Regions from separate parts of the Mus musculus genome. Here region 2 is linked to region 1. Evidence: chromatin contacts called from public Hi-C data. All regions are on one chromosome and are shown on one strand. Each heading gives the region's core, a stretch centred on a gene start, on an enhancer-like site or on the middle of the called end of the contact. The rest is flanking DNA. Distances are from core to core; before and after follow the strand shown.

Evidence for each region. Hi-C and Micro-C count contacts between places; a contact is called where the count stands out from the background.
Region 2: a contact with region 1 is called in a Hi-C map of pancreatic cancer cells. The contact joins two enhancer-like sites. A contact is called at or near these places in 7 of 39 promoter capture datasets (the 3T3-L1 cell line, hippocampal neurons, liver and 3 more), 1 of 15 datasets of contacts at CTCF or cohesin (the NIH/3T3 cell line), 45 of 484 Hi-C or Micro-C datasets (the AML12 cell line, the AtT-20 cell line, the C2C12 cell line and 21 more), 3 of 115 datasets of contacts at active chromatin or transcription factors (the NIH/3T3 cell line, astrocytes and differentiating embryonic stem cells) and 1 of 9 other capture datasets (embryonic stem cells).

What each region holds. Positions count from the first base shown.
Region 1 is chr19:58,472,289-58,478,260 of GRCm38.p6, reverse strand. No RefSeq gene overlaps it. Among named protein-coding and RNA genes, the nearest start is that of Gm41876, 19 kb to the right of the region's middle. Within about 2 kb of position 3,685, at least 6 of the 459 cell types and tissues checked have an H3K27ac peak or open chromatin away from gene starts, as enhancers often do. A contact at or near this core is called in pancreatic cancer cells, where this site is marked.
Region 2 is chr19:58,614,023-58,619,994 of GRCm38.p6, reverse strand. All of the region lies in intron 1 of 1810007D17Rik (RIKEN cDNA 1810007D17 gene), which reads right to left. Among named protein-coding and RNA genes, the nearest start is that of 1810007D17Rik, 11 kb to the right of the region's middle. Within about 2 kb of position 3,169, at least 15 of the 459 cell types and tissues checked have an H3K27ac peak or open chromatin away from gene starts, as enhancers often do. A contact at or near this core is called in pancreatic cancer cells, where this site is marked.

The sequences.
Region 1 (5,972 bases), core at 2,436-4,935:
AACGTTACCTTGTCCATCCCAAACTCCAGGAAGGGTTTTGTTACACACATAACATAACGCTAACTTCTGCTTTGCACATTTGGAAAGCCATTGGAGAGACAGCCAGGAACAGCAATGGTACTTCAATCTACCTTACAACCCAGCTGGGACTGGACTAATGAGAAGGAAAGGCATGTTGTTAAAGAGCAGTTAAAGCGTTTAAATCCAAAAGAAGTCCTATACAGGTGAAAAAGAAAGGATAGTCCCAGAAGCCATAAAGTTATTGAATAAAACACCCAGTGCTAGGAATGGGCTACCTTCCGGTGAGTGATTGGCTAAGAAAGCCCCCTGAGGCTCCACAAATCATTAAAGCTATTCCATTATGCTGTTAGCTGTATGCCAGGACTAGAGGATAAGACCCTCATTTTCATGGAGACACCTCATGTGCATGCTTTGACTATAGGACATGGAGAAATGAAGCTAGAAATGAACGAGTAGCTCCCACCCTGCTGACTGGCTTTCACAGTGCCAAAACAAACAAACACCATGCAGGCTACTAGTGAAGAACTGTTACTTGCACAAGTGTTTGTACAACAGTGGCTTGGCTACTATGAGAAAGACCAACAGTTTTCCAACTGGATTCAAGACCTACACCACAAAAGAGAGTTCACATCTGCTACCATATGCCAAGACAAGAAGCTATAGCTGGAAGGTCATAGGCCCTGTGGTGGTTTGAGTATGCCTAGCCCAGGGAGTGGTGATATTTGGAGCTGTGCACTTGTTGGAGTAGGTGTGCCACTATGGACTTGGGCTTTAATACTCTCATCCTAGCTGCCTGAGAGCCAGTTTTCTCCTAGTTGCCTTCAAATGAAGATGTAGAACTCTCAGTTCTGCCTGCACCATGCCTGCCTGGATGCTGCCATGCTCCCACCTTGATGATAATGGACTGAACCTCTGAACCGGTAAGCCAGCCCAATTAAATGTTTTTCTTATAGGAGTTGCTTTCGTCATGGTGTCTGTTCATAGCATTAAAACCCCTTCTAAGACAGAAGTTGGTACCAAGGGACTGGGATATTGCTGTGAAAGGCCTGAGAATACAAAGAAGCTGTGTTCCAAAGATAGGCATGTTTTTGTTTGGAAGAATGTGGATTTGGGGACTTTGGATTTGGAAAGCAATGAATTGCTTTAAGTGGGGCTTAGTGGGCTATCCAAGTAGGAATATGGAAGACTTGGTTGCTGAGAGTGATTTGAGCTGTGCAGATCTGGCTCAAGAGGTTTCAGTGGGGAAGAATTTCAGTATGTGGCCTAGAGACTGTTTTTGTGGTATTTTGGTGAAGAATGTTGCTTTTGCCCTTATCTGAAGAGTCTACCTGAGGCTAAGGTAAAGAGATTTATATTAATTGTATTGATAAAGGAAGTGTCAAAAAACTCCAGGTTCTTTGGTTAAGTCCTTGAAGAGCATTTTGAACAAGTATAGCAAGCTTAGAAAGGAAAAATATAAAATATGTGGTTCTAGTATTAAAGGGGCACCAGGAAGTGAAATGAAGCTGAATCCTGTGTTCAAGAATATTAAGTTGAATTTTAGGGGATGGTGACATTTGGGAAATATCCTACTCCATTAAATTTAGGTCCAGGCTTGGTAATACAAGCCTTTAATCCCAGGATGAAAAGGCAAACAGATCTCCGAGTTCAAGGCCAGCCTGGTACAAAGCAAGTTCCAAGAAGAGAAAAACTTAAATACAGGTGTGGTGGATCACTCCTTTAATCCCAGTGCTTAGGATTCACTGGCATTCAGATCTCTGAGTTCAAAGTCAGTCTACAGAACAAGTTCCAGGATGACCAAGCTTAAGCAGAGAATAAATTCATTGAAAACAGAGAGCTGGTGATAATATAATAGCACAAGGGGGCCATGTTTAGCCCCAGAAAGCAGCAGAACTCAGCAGCTTCACCCATTTGGCTCTGCTTTATAATCAAGAGGAGAATGAGACTACTGGGATAATTGATGCTGGTTAGCTGGAGCTAAGAAATTAGCAGTGATTAAGAAGAGACTTAATCTGGGAAGTGAAATCTGGGAAGTGTTTTCTGAGAGTACAAAGAAGCTGTGTTCCAAAGATAGCCAAGGTTGTACCTCGTGCTGCTGCTGTACTTGGTAATGTGTAAGAGTCACCCAGAAGGTACTAGTTTTGAAGGCATGAAGGATTCATGAAGAACAGCTGAGGCCTGGCACTGTGAGAGGCCATTGAAGGCCATTGGTGAAGGTACAGCCTCAGTTGCAGTTGATGGCTCAGGACTGAAGGGATCATGCAAAGAAGTTGAGGCTTGGCACCATGAAGAGAGCCTATGAGAGGCTACTAGTGAAGCCTGGTTGCAGTGGAGGACACCAGTGTATTGGAGATGCCAGTACCATGAATGACCACCTAGATCGGCAGCAGCAATGGAGTGGAGTCAACCAGAGCCTAGAGTACTACAGTGGGCAGAGCTGGAGATGTGAACCAAGCCCTTTGGAGGAGCCCAGATCATGTGTGGACCCCAGACATTGGAACAAGAAGCTGTGAAGTTGAAGTTGCCTTGGAGACCCTAATTTGTTCAACAGAGCTGTGGGCTATCTGCTGAGGAACGCTGCTAACAGGGAGTGGAACCAGCCTAGGAGAAAGAACTTTGTTGCAGTCAATGAAGATGAAAAAGGAGTTGGAGATCTGAAGAGTGCTTTGACATCAGACATGGAGATGCAGAGTTTGGAGTTTTCCCAGCTGGTTTCCTGTCTAGCCTTGGGGAATACAGTTAAGTGATTGGATGAATCTCAGAAGAGACTTTGAACTTTGGACTTTCAACATTGCTGAGACTGTTATAGACTATGGGGACTTTTGAAGTTGGACTAAGTGTATTTTGTATTATGCTATGTTTAGGTATGCCCCCCACCCCCCACCCCCGCCATAGACTCATATGTTTAAACAAACCTGTGGGAGCCAGGGAATGGAATGGGTAGTTTGAGTATGTCTAGCCCAGGGAGTGGCACCATTTTGAGGTGTGGCCCTGATGGAGTAGGTGTGGCCTTGTTGAAGTAGGTGTGCCACTGTGGGTGTGGGCTTTAATACTCTCATCCCAACTGCCCGGAATTCAGTCTTCTCTTAGCAGCCTTCAAATGAAAATGTAGAACTCTCAGCTTCTCCTGCACCATGCCTGCCTGGATGCTGCCATGTTCCCACCTTGATGATAATGGACTGAACCTCTGAACCTGTAAGCCAGCCCCAATAAAATGTTCTTATAAGAGTTGCCTTGGTCATGCTGTGTGTTCACAGCAGTAAAACCCTAACCATGACAGGCCCCAATAGGGAAACAACTTGTACAGTTTTTCTAGGTGGATGTAATGTGGCCATCAAACTGCCTTCTAAACATATGATGCATCATATATCACGGTGATTGTTGCCTCAACTTACAACCAGCCAAAGCTCAGATGAACAGTAACTGTTGTGGGGCCATGGTAGTCTATTTATGAACCATAGGTGGCATTTATAGTCACCCCCTGCAAAGCTCAGGGATTCCTGCAGGATGTGGGGGAGGAAGAACAGAAGAGCTAGAGAAACAGGTGGAATGTTGTTTAACAGTTTCCTCCTAGATTGAAACATTCCATCCTGCAGGGACACTTCTTAAACAGGAAAGTAAACAACTGAGAACAGCTGCAGGAAGTCCCTGAAACTGACCAAATTCACTAGGCTCCTCTCTGCCAGGGTGAACAATAAAAGCTGAGCTTGGCTTTCACAAGTGCCCAGGTAGGAGGAAGACTCCAGCTGCCTGGAAGAAGCAGAAATTGACTGACCTGCCTGGAAGAGGTTTAAAACAACTGACCAGCCTGCATAGAGTTTAGAACAATTTGCAACTGGGAAGGATGCTATCCAACCCGTTGTTGAGCTGCCCCAGGGCTGTGCAGCATGCTCCAGGTTCCCAGCTTTCTGAGTTGTCACCCATGATGGGATGGGCTTCGCGGTCTGTGAGTCATTTATGCTCCTGTAAGTAACTCCAATAAAACTCATCGGTTCACCAAGTTGGACTACGGAGGTTGCTACATTTATGTCTGTGGTGGGGATTCCTTTCTGGGGTGTGTTGTATCTCATCAGGAAAAGTTATGTCACATAACAGCTTCCAAGTCAACTCCTGAGAAGACAGGAGAGCGTGGACACCTCAGCCTCTCCTGCAACAATGTCTTAAGTTACACAGTGTTAGCCAAAGTGACCTTGTGGGTTCTGGCATTTGGGGAGCAACTAAGAGATTTGCAAAATCTTCCTTCTGTCTTTCCCAGTCTTCTCTGACTTTTTAGAGTCTGCCCTTATTTTTTCTAGTTCACTAAGAGCCTACCTAAATTGTAAAATTTCTTTGTAATAAGTGTTCTTCTGGTCAGATGTGGCTAAAAGTCAAGCCAAAACAACAAGGAAAACCAGGAAGCATCAGGGTGACGTTCACCTAGAATCTGCAGAAAGAAAAAAACTCTGAATTTTCTTTAACTCCCAGTAAGATCAGTGAAGCAACAACGTGATCCAGCTCCTGCAAAGAGTATTTTTTTTTCCAGAAAAAGATGGGCTCCCAAACCTTTTTTTAAGAGCTAGACATGAAGATGTTTGTCTCCAGCCCCAACACTTAGGAGTCTGAAGCAGGAGTGTCATCAGTGAGACTAGTCTGAACTATGCAACGTGTGTCCACGTATATTGCATACATATGTGAACATGTATTTAAAAGGTTGTTCTAAATGAAGATGTTTCAAATTTTTAATTTCAGATATTTTTAAGGCCTTATTTTTTGTTGTGTTTTGTTTAATTCATACTTTAATCTCTGAAACAAAGGAAATAAAACCTTTAAACGTAAGTTAAAACTTCTCCCCCTTTCCTCTGCATCTTGTTTTCTTTTTTCTTTTTCATTTGTGTGTGTGAGTTTCTGTGTGCGTGTGGTTGTGTGTGCATGCACATGTGATGGGTATGTGGTGTGTGTGTGTGTGTGTGTGTGTGTGTGTGTGTGTGTGTGTTGCATGTGCCTGTTACTGATTATGCACACATGGAGGTCAGGGGACAACTTGACAGTGTTAATTCTCTTCTGACACATGGGTTCCAGAGATTGAACTCGGGTCAGTTTTGGCATTAAGATATTTACTTCGATGCCTACCCTCTATAGCACAAGAGTGTGTCCCTGTTAAACAAATAGAATTTGGTTTTTGGTTCCTTCCAAATTGTTTTCTGTGAAGCACACGTACTTGTTTGTCCAAACGATTTTTTTTTTTTTATTGAAGATCGGTTTTATCACATTCGTGTCTGGTGTGCACTACACTGTGAGTTACCCAGTCCTCATGCTGAGAGCTATTCAGACGTGATGAAGAAATGGTTGCTACCTTCAAGACACTTGAGACATCCATGAGGTGAAACATTATTCTGTAACACTCGGTGGATGGTGATTAATGTCACCCACGCTCAGTGCAGTCTGTATTCAGGAAAGCATTCTCCTGATTGTTGTAGTCTGACACCACCTTTACCTCTGACTCAGGCCTTTGTCATCCATCTGTCACTAGGCATTTTTTTTTTTTGTAATATTGGGTCTTCTACAAATGATTTTGACTGCAAAGGCCTCCTCTGTTTTCTCTCTCAAAGAATCATCCCTTTCTCAACAAGGTGTCAGGGTCACCATGTGGCACCTGTAGACTCTGGTGGGAGTGAGATTCACTTTTCAATGTAGAAACTAAGAATTCAATGCTGGTATTGCACCAGTAAGCAAAGGAGGGATTAATAATCCCCTTACTGCAGCCCAGGTGCCTAGAGATAAGTGTGTTCACTATTGAGAGAGTCTTTGGCTTTCATGGAGAACAGCACACAGGAAAATTATCAGTATTTACAAGTGATTTTGGGAGAACACTAAAGTTAAAGGAATGAAGGATTTCTGTTTTTGGCACCTAGCACCATACCTGGTTCATGGCACTGAATGGAGCAGATAAATGACCATGGTACTTTTTATAT
Region 2 (5,972 bases), core at 1,920-4,419, 140 kb before region 1:
TATCTGTGTGTTTGTGTGTCTGTGTGTATCTGTGTTTGTGTGTCTATGTGTATCTGAATGTTTGTATCTTTCTGTGTGTATATACATGTGTGTGTGTCCATGTGTATCTATGTGTGTGCTTGTATGTCTCTGTGTCTGTGTCTGTCTCTCTGTGTGTTTATCTGTGTTTGTGTGACTGTGTATATCTGTATGTTTGCACCTCTCTCTCTCTCTCTCTCTCTCTCTCTCTCTGTGTGTGTGTGTGTGTGTGTGTGTGTGTGTATTTGGTTTTGGTTGACAGGATTTATCTCAACTGCACATTGCAGCTCATCATAGAAAGAAATTGGAGACTGGAACGGGAGGCAAGAACTAAAACAAACCCACAGAGGAACAAACACTGCTTACTGGCCTGCTTCCCATGGCTTGCTTAGTTAGTTTGATTTCTTATAAAATCCAAGATTCTTACACGCGTTCTCACGACCAGCCAGGAAGAACGCAACAAACCGGAATCTTCTGCGGCAAAGCTTTATTGCTTACATCTTCAGGAGCCAGAGAGCAAGAGAGCAAGAGAGCAAGAGCTCTATTGCTTACATCTTTAGGAGCCAGAGCGCAAGAGCGCAAGAGCGCAAGAGCGCAAGAGTGCAAGAGAGCAAGAGCCAGAGCAAGAGAGAGAATGGCAAAACCCCATCCCTTTTTAAGGAGAATTATCCTCCGCCTAGGACGTGTCACTCCCTGATTGGCTGCAGCCCATCGGCCGAGTTGTCGTCACGGGGAGGGCAGAGCACATGGGGTGGAGAACTACCCTTGGCACATGCGCAGATTATTTGTTTACCACTTAGAACACAGGATGTCAGCGCCATCTTGCAACGGCGAATGTGAGGGCGGCTTCCCATACAAGATGACCTGCCCAGGGGATGGTGCCACCCACAGTGGGCCAGGTGCTCCCACCTCAATCATTAATCAAGAAAATGCCCTACAGATATACCCAGAGCCAAACTGATGGAGGCAGCTCTTCAAGTGGGGCTTACTCTTCCAGGGTTTCTCTAGTTTTTGTTGGGTTAACCAAGAGTAAATCTCACAGTGTGTATTGTGTACTTGTATGCTGATGCCTGCTTAGTGTGTATTCATTTGGAGGACAAAGGACAACCTTGAGTGTTTTGTGACAGAGTTTCTCGATGTTCTAGAATTTGGAAAGTAAGCTGGATTGGATGTCCTAAAGCCTCAGTGTCTGTCTGTCTTGCCTACCTGGCACTGGGATGACCAGTGTGTGTGTCATGTATGACCTTTTTATACGGACTCTGGGATTTGAACTCAAGTCCCCGTGCTTATAGGCAAGCACTTTACCATCTTTGCCTTCTCCCTATCCCCAGGCTTCAGACTTAAGGGGCCTTTGTACATCCAATCTCTCTCTCTCTCAGAACCAGTTGCTATCGGCTGGAGAGATGGCTCAGTGGAAAAGAGTTGAGTCTGGTTCTGAGCACCCACATCAGGTGCCTTATAAGTGCCTATAACTCCAGCTCCAAGAGATTTGATGCCCTTTTCTGGTCTCCAGGGGACCCTGTACACAAGTGACAAACATTCACACACACACATAAATAAATAGATAAATATAATTATGAAATAAGAAAGAACCAGTTGCCATGCAGAGAAATCCAGATTAGGCAGAAGTGATGATTTATAAGGATAATACCAGCACTTAAGAAGCTGAGGCAGAAGGATTACTGTGAGTTCAATGCGAGTTTGTATTATATAGTGCAGAAATCATGAGAGAGGAGTCCCCTGGCTCCAGATATGGATAGCCATCTTGGCCCCTCACACCCAGCTTCGCATACAGTAGCTCTCAGCTCTCTGCACCATATAAATGACTCCAACTGATATAATAGAGTTTTAGCATAATTTGCCAGAACGTTAATCTCAGAACCACAGGCATTAAAACAATTGTTGTTTTAAGCAAATAATCAATACACAACCAGGGTAGTATGATTTCAAAAATGCAATGTGGTTATAAAATATAATCGGTATGTGTTGTAGCTTATCAAAAGACCCTCACTCACAAAGACCACAGAGATCGCCATTGTTGCAAAATGCATGAGGATCTTACTTATCCAACATGTTGGGGAACCCCCTCTCAGCACGCAGGCTGGAGGAGAGACCCAGAACAAAGAAAGAACACACTTTTTATACCTTTGTAAGGGCCAGATATAGGCACTAGGGTAGTTTGGCTTATTTTAATTGGTATAGCCAATAACCTTCTTAGACATTGGTTGATTTGTATAGGGTGACCCTCATTTTGTCTGTCCTTGTGGTTTTTAGTGTGAGGCAGGGCAGGGGAATTGTTACTCTTGTTCTGGCAGCTGTAAAGTTAGTCATTTTGACCGTTAAATCTATGTTTCTATATTTGTTTAGTTAGTCAGCTTCTTTACCTGGCTCTGTACTTGGCCTGCTAGTACAGTTTGGAAACGCCTTTTGAAGAGGGAAGGTACTGGGTAGTCTTGAATTTATTTTGGATGTTACATATATTCTTTCCTTAAGTAGGTATGTTCCAATATTTAATATTATTACTTTTAAGTTTTATTTATGTGCTTATCTGCATGTGTCTTGGTCCTCTGGAAGAGCTCGCTGCAAGTGTTCTTGACCACTGAACCATCTCTCCAGCCTCTCAGTCTGGATTCTCCTACATTAGGCATATGGCTTAGGCTTAGACAAAATGGTTTGGTGCCTTATAGTGAACTACTAATTTTTTTTTTTAAAGCAGTGGCTTCTTAGTAAAAGGGAATATCCTGGAGTCTAAAACTCACCCAGAGGCTTGCTGTGAATGATTGATGTGCTTTTAATCTGGTGGCGCAGGAAAGGGTATGCCATCTTCCAATGACAGCTTATGATAAATGTGCTTTCTCTGAATTAATCCTTTATAGAATTTCCAAATACCTGTGCATACTTCTTAATATGATTATGTACAGAAGTCTTATGCTTGATATTTGACCCTAACTGAAAAAGAGTTTAAGCCAATAATATGAAAAATAATGTTTTGCAGTAGGCTATTCTTTTGTGTGTTTGCTTTTGTTGCTGTGATAAAGCACTTACTAAAACCAACTTCGGGTAGAAAAAGTGTATTTGCTTATAGCTCATGACTCATTGCTGCGGGAGAGTTTCTGCTAAGCAAACATTCAAGGCTGGGACTGAAGCAGAGCCGGTGGATGAGTCCTGCTCACTGGCTTATTCCCCTGGCTTGCTCAGCTACCTTTCCTACATAGCCCAGGACTACCTGCCCATGGATGGCCCCGCCCACAGTGGAATGGCCCCTCCCACATCAATCAGAGATCAAATGAATGCCGCACAATGTGCCGATAGCCCCATCATACCGAGGTTCCCACTTCCCAGGGGACTCAGGCTTGTGTCAAGTTGGGTCTAGCACTGTCTTGTTTTGAGTTGTGGTTGTGCTGTTGGTTATTTTTCAGCTGCTTCTCACTGGACTGTTTTTATTTAGGCTTTTGCCTTGTTTTGTTCCTTTTTTTTTAAATAAATTGTTTTATTTATTTATTTATTTATTTATTTATTTATTTATTATTATATGTAAGTACACTGTAGCTGTCTTCAGACAAACCAGAAGAGGGTGTCAGATCTCATTACGGATGGTTGTGAGCCACCATGTGGTTGCTGGGATTTGAACTCTGGACCTTCGGAAGAGCAGTCAGGTGCTCTTACCCACTGAGCCATCTCACCAGCCCCCTGTTTTGTTCTTTTAAACAACAAACGTTGGCAAAGATGGAGAATTTGAACTCGTGTGGACTGTGGTAGGTTCAGAAGTGGTTCGATCATTGGGGGAAACATGCAGCTCTTCAGAAATATAAACTAAAAAATAGAATCACCCTTTGATCCAACAAACTTACCAAAGTGTTTACACAGGAGAATTCAAAGCACAAACTTATCTGAGTGGTGGTGGCACCTGCCTTTAGTCCCAGCACTCAGGAGGCGGAGGTGGATTTCTGAGTTTGAGACCAGCCTGTTCTACAGTGTGAGTTTCAGGACAGCCAGTGCTACTACACAGAGAAACTCTGTCTTGACAACAACAACAACAACAACAACCCAAAAAAAATCGCAGTAGAAATGAAGAAAAACTTATATGCCTACATTCACAGCATCATTATTAATTAAAAAACAAAACAAACAAACAAAAAATACAAAAAGAAAAAAACCTAGAAATGTCCCAAAAGTTTACTACCAGAAAAAATGGAGACACAAAACAGAAAATCGTTCTCCATTAAGGAAAAAGGACAATTTCTAACATATTTCTATAATGTAGATAAATTCTGAGGACACGATAAGTGAAATAAGGCACAGACAATCACTGGGTAATTCTGCCCTATAAGAGCCCTAAAGTAAGGCCTGCAGCCGCAGATACAGAACCAGTCCAGGTATCCATCAGTAGATAAATGGATGAAGAAAATGTGATGTATAATGCAATGGGTTTTCTGCAGCCATAAAGAAAAAGGAAACCATGACACTGTACGGAGATACACGTGACTGAATCCCGGGGCGCTCCACGTCCACTCTACCCCAATCCTGGGGCGCTCCAGGTCCACTTTGCCCCAAACCCCTCACTCTTCAACCCTGGGCCCAAACACAGGCCATTCTAATCAACAAAGAGCTAATCCATCAAACACATTAACACTTCAGCTCTCAGGAGCCTTTAGCATATCTTTACTTAGCTCACAGCATCTCACTGCCCAAGCTCTAGGATCGATAGAAAAACCGACAGCCATTTTTTTTTTTTTCCTTCAAATAAGAGGAAGGCCTCATTCAGCCCAAGTTCAACTCTGTACGGACTCCTTATACCCCAGCCTTCCCGAGCAGACAGGAAGGTGAGACACAGGGAGACACTGTGAGAATGTGGTCCCGGATCTCAGGCTGACCGACCCGACCCTTGTGAGAACTGCAAGTCTAGCGCTCTTGACATTGTTCACATGCTGCCTCGCCTTTTCTTCACAGTGCTGGTCCCTGGACGGAACTTTCTTGCGCCCCTGTTTACGTGTTTGTACTTGTTTCTAGCTACAGTGAGTACTTAATCAAAGTGGGAACTGTGTGGCTCAGGAATCTTCATCTTCGATGCCTGGGAGTGTCTGGCCCACAGCAATCAGACTACATTGCTGTTTCATTGAACCCTCCCTGCAGATAGACAGAGGTTAGCCATCTTTAGATTAAACTGCAGTGGGAAATTCCTTTGCGGTGGAACATTTTGCAGAACGGCGGACATCTGAAGTATAGCCCTCATTAAGCAGCAAGGTCTGTGTTATTTTTTTAGACAATGTAGGTTCAAGTGTCTTGACAGGCCTATAAATTAACTACTTCACTGCCACAGACCCCACCTTCTATGGGAAATGCATTTCATGTTCTATGCAACTAATATTGCGGAGATAGAGAAAGAAAAAGACCTCCGAAGGTCCATTAACAATACGATAAAATCTGAGACAGTTCAGCTCCTGCCCGAGGCAGAGCTTGGAAGGACTTTTCTGAGGAGCCTGTGTAGACTCACTGCCAGCAAGAGGTGCCTCATATAACCACAGGCTCCTTTATGAGAGGAGAGGCTGTCACCATACACTCACGTGGTTAGTGTTCACACGCTCAGTACTTGTCTAATAAAAACCTAAGGATGTCCAGAATTCTGGGTGGTACAAAACCAATTAAATGTATTTTTTAAAAGCTTCATCTCTTCTTATCACAAGACTATAAACAATAATTAATAAGAAACCATCCCAGGTGAACAACAGGAGACACTGCTTACAGTATGAGTGCTTTCTAGAAAATCCTTAATAAAGACAAATTTAATTTAGTTTATCTATTTTACTTGTAGAAACATCTGGCACAAAGCTTTCTTATAGATATTAAAGAAAACCAGTGTCTCACGGTTAACTTCACAAAATAATACTAATCAATATTGAGGAAATACAAGCTACACTTTTCCTGATGCCCCCTGCCCTGCCCAGAGTGACTTA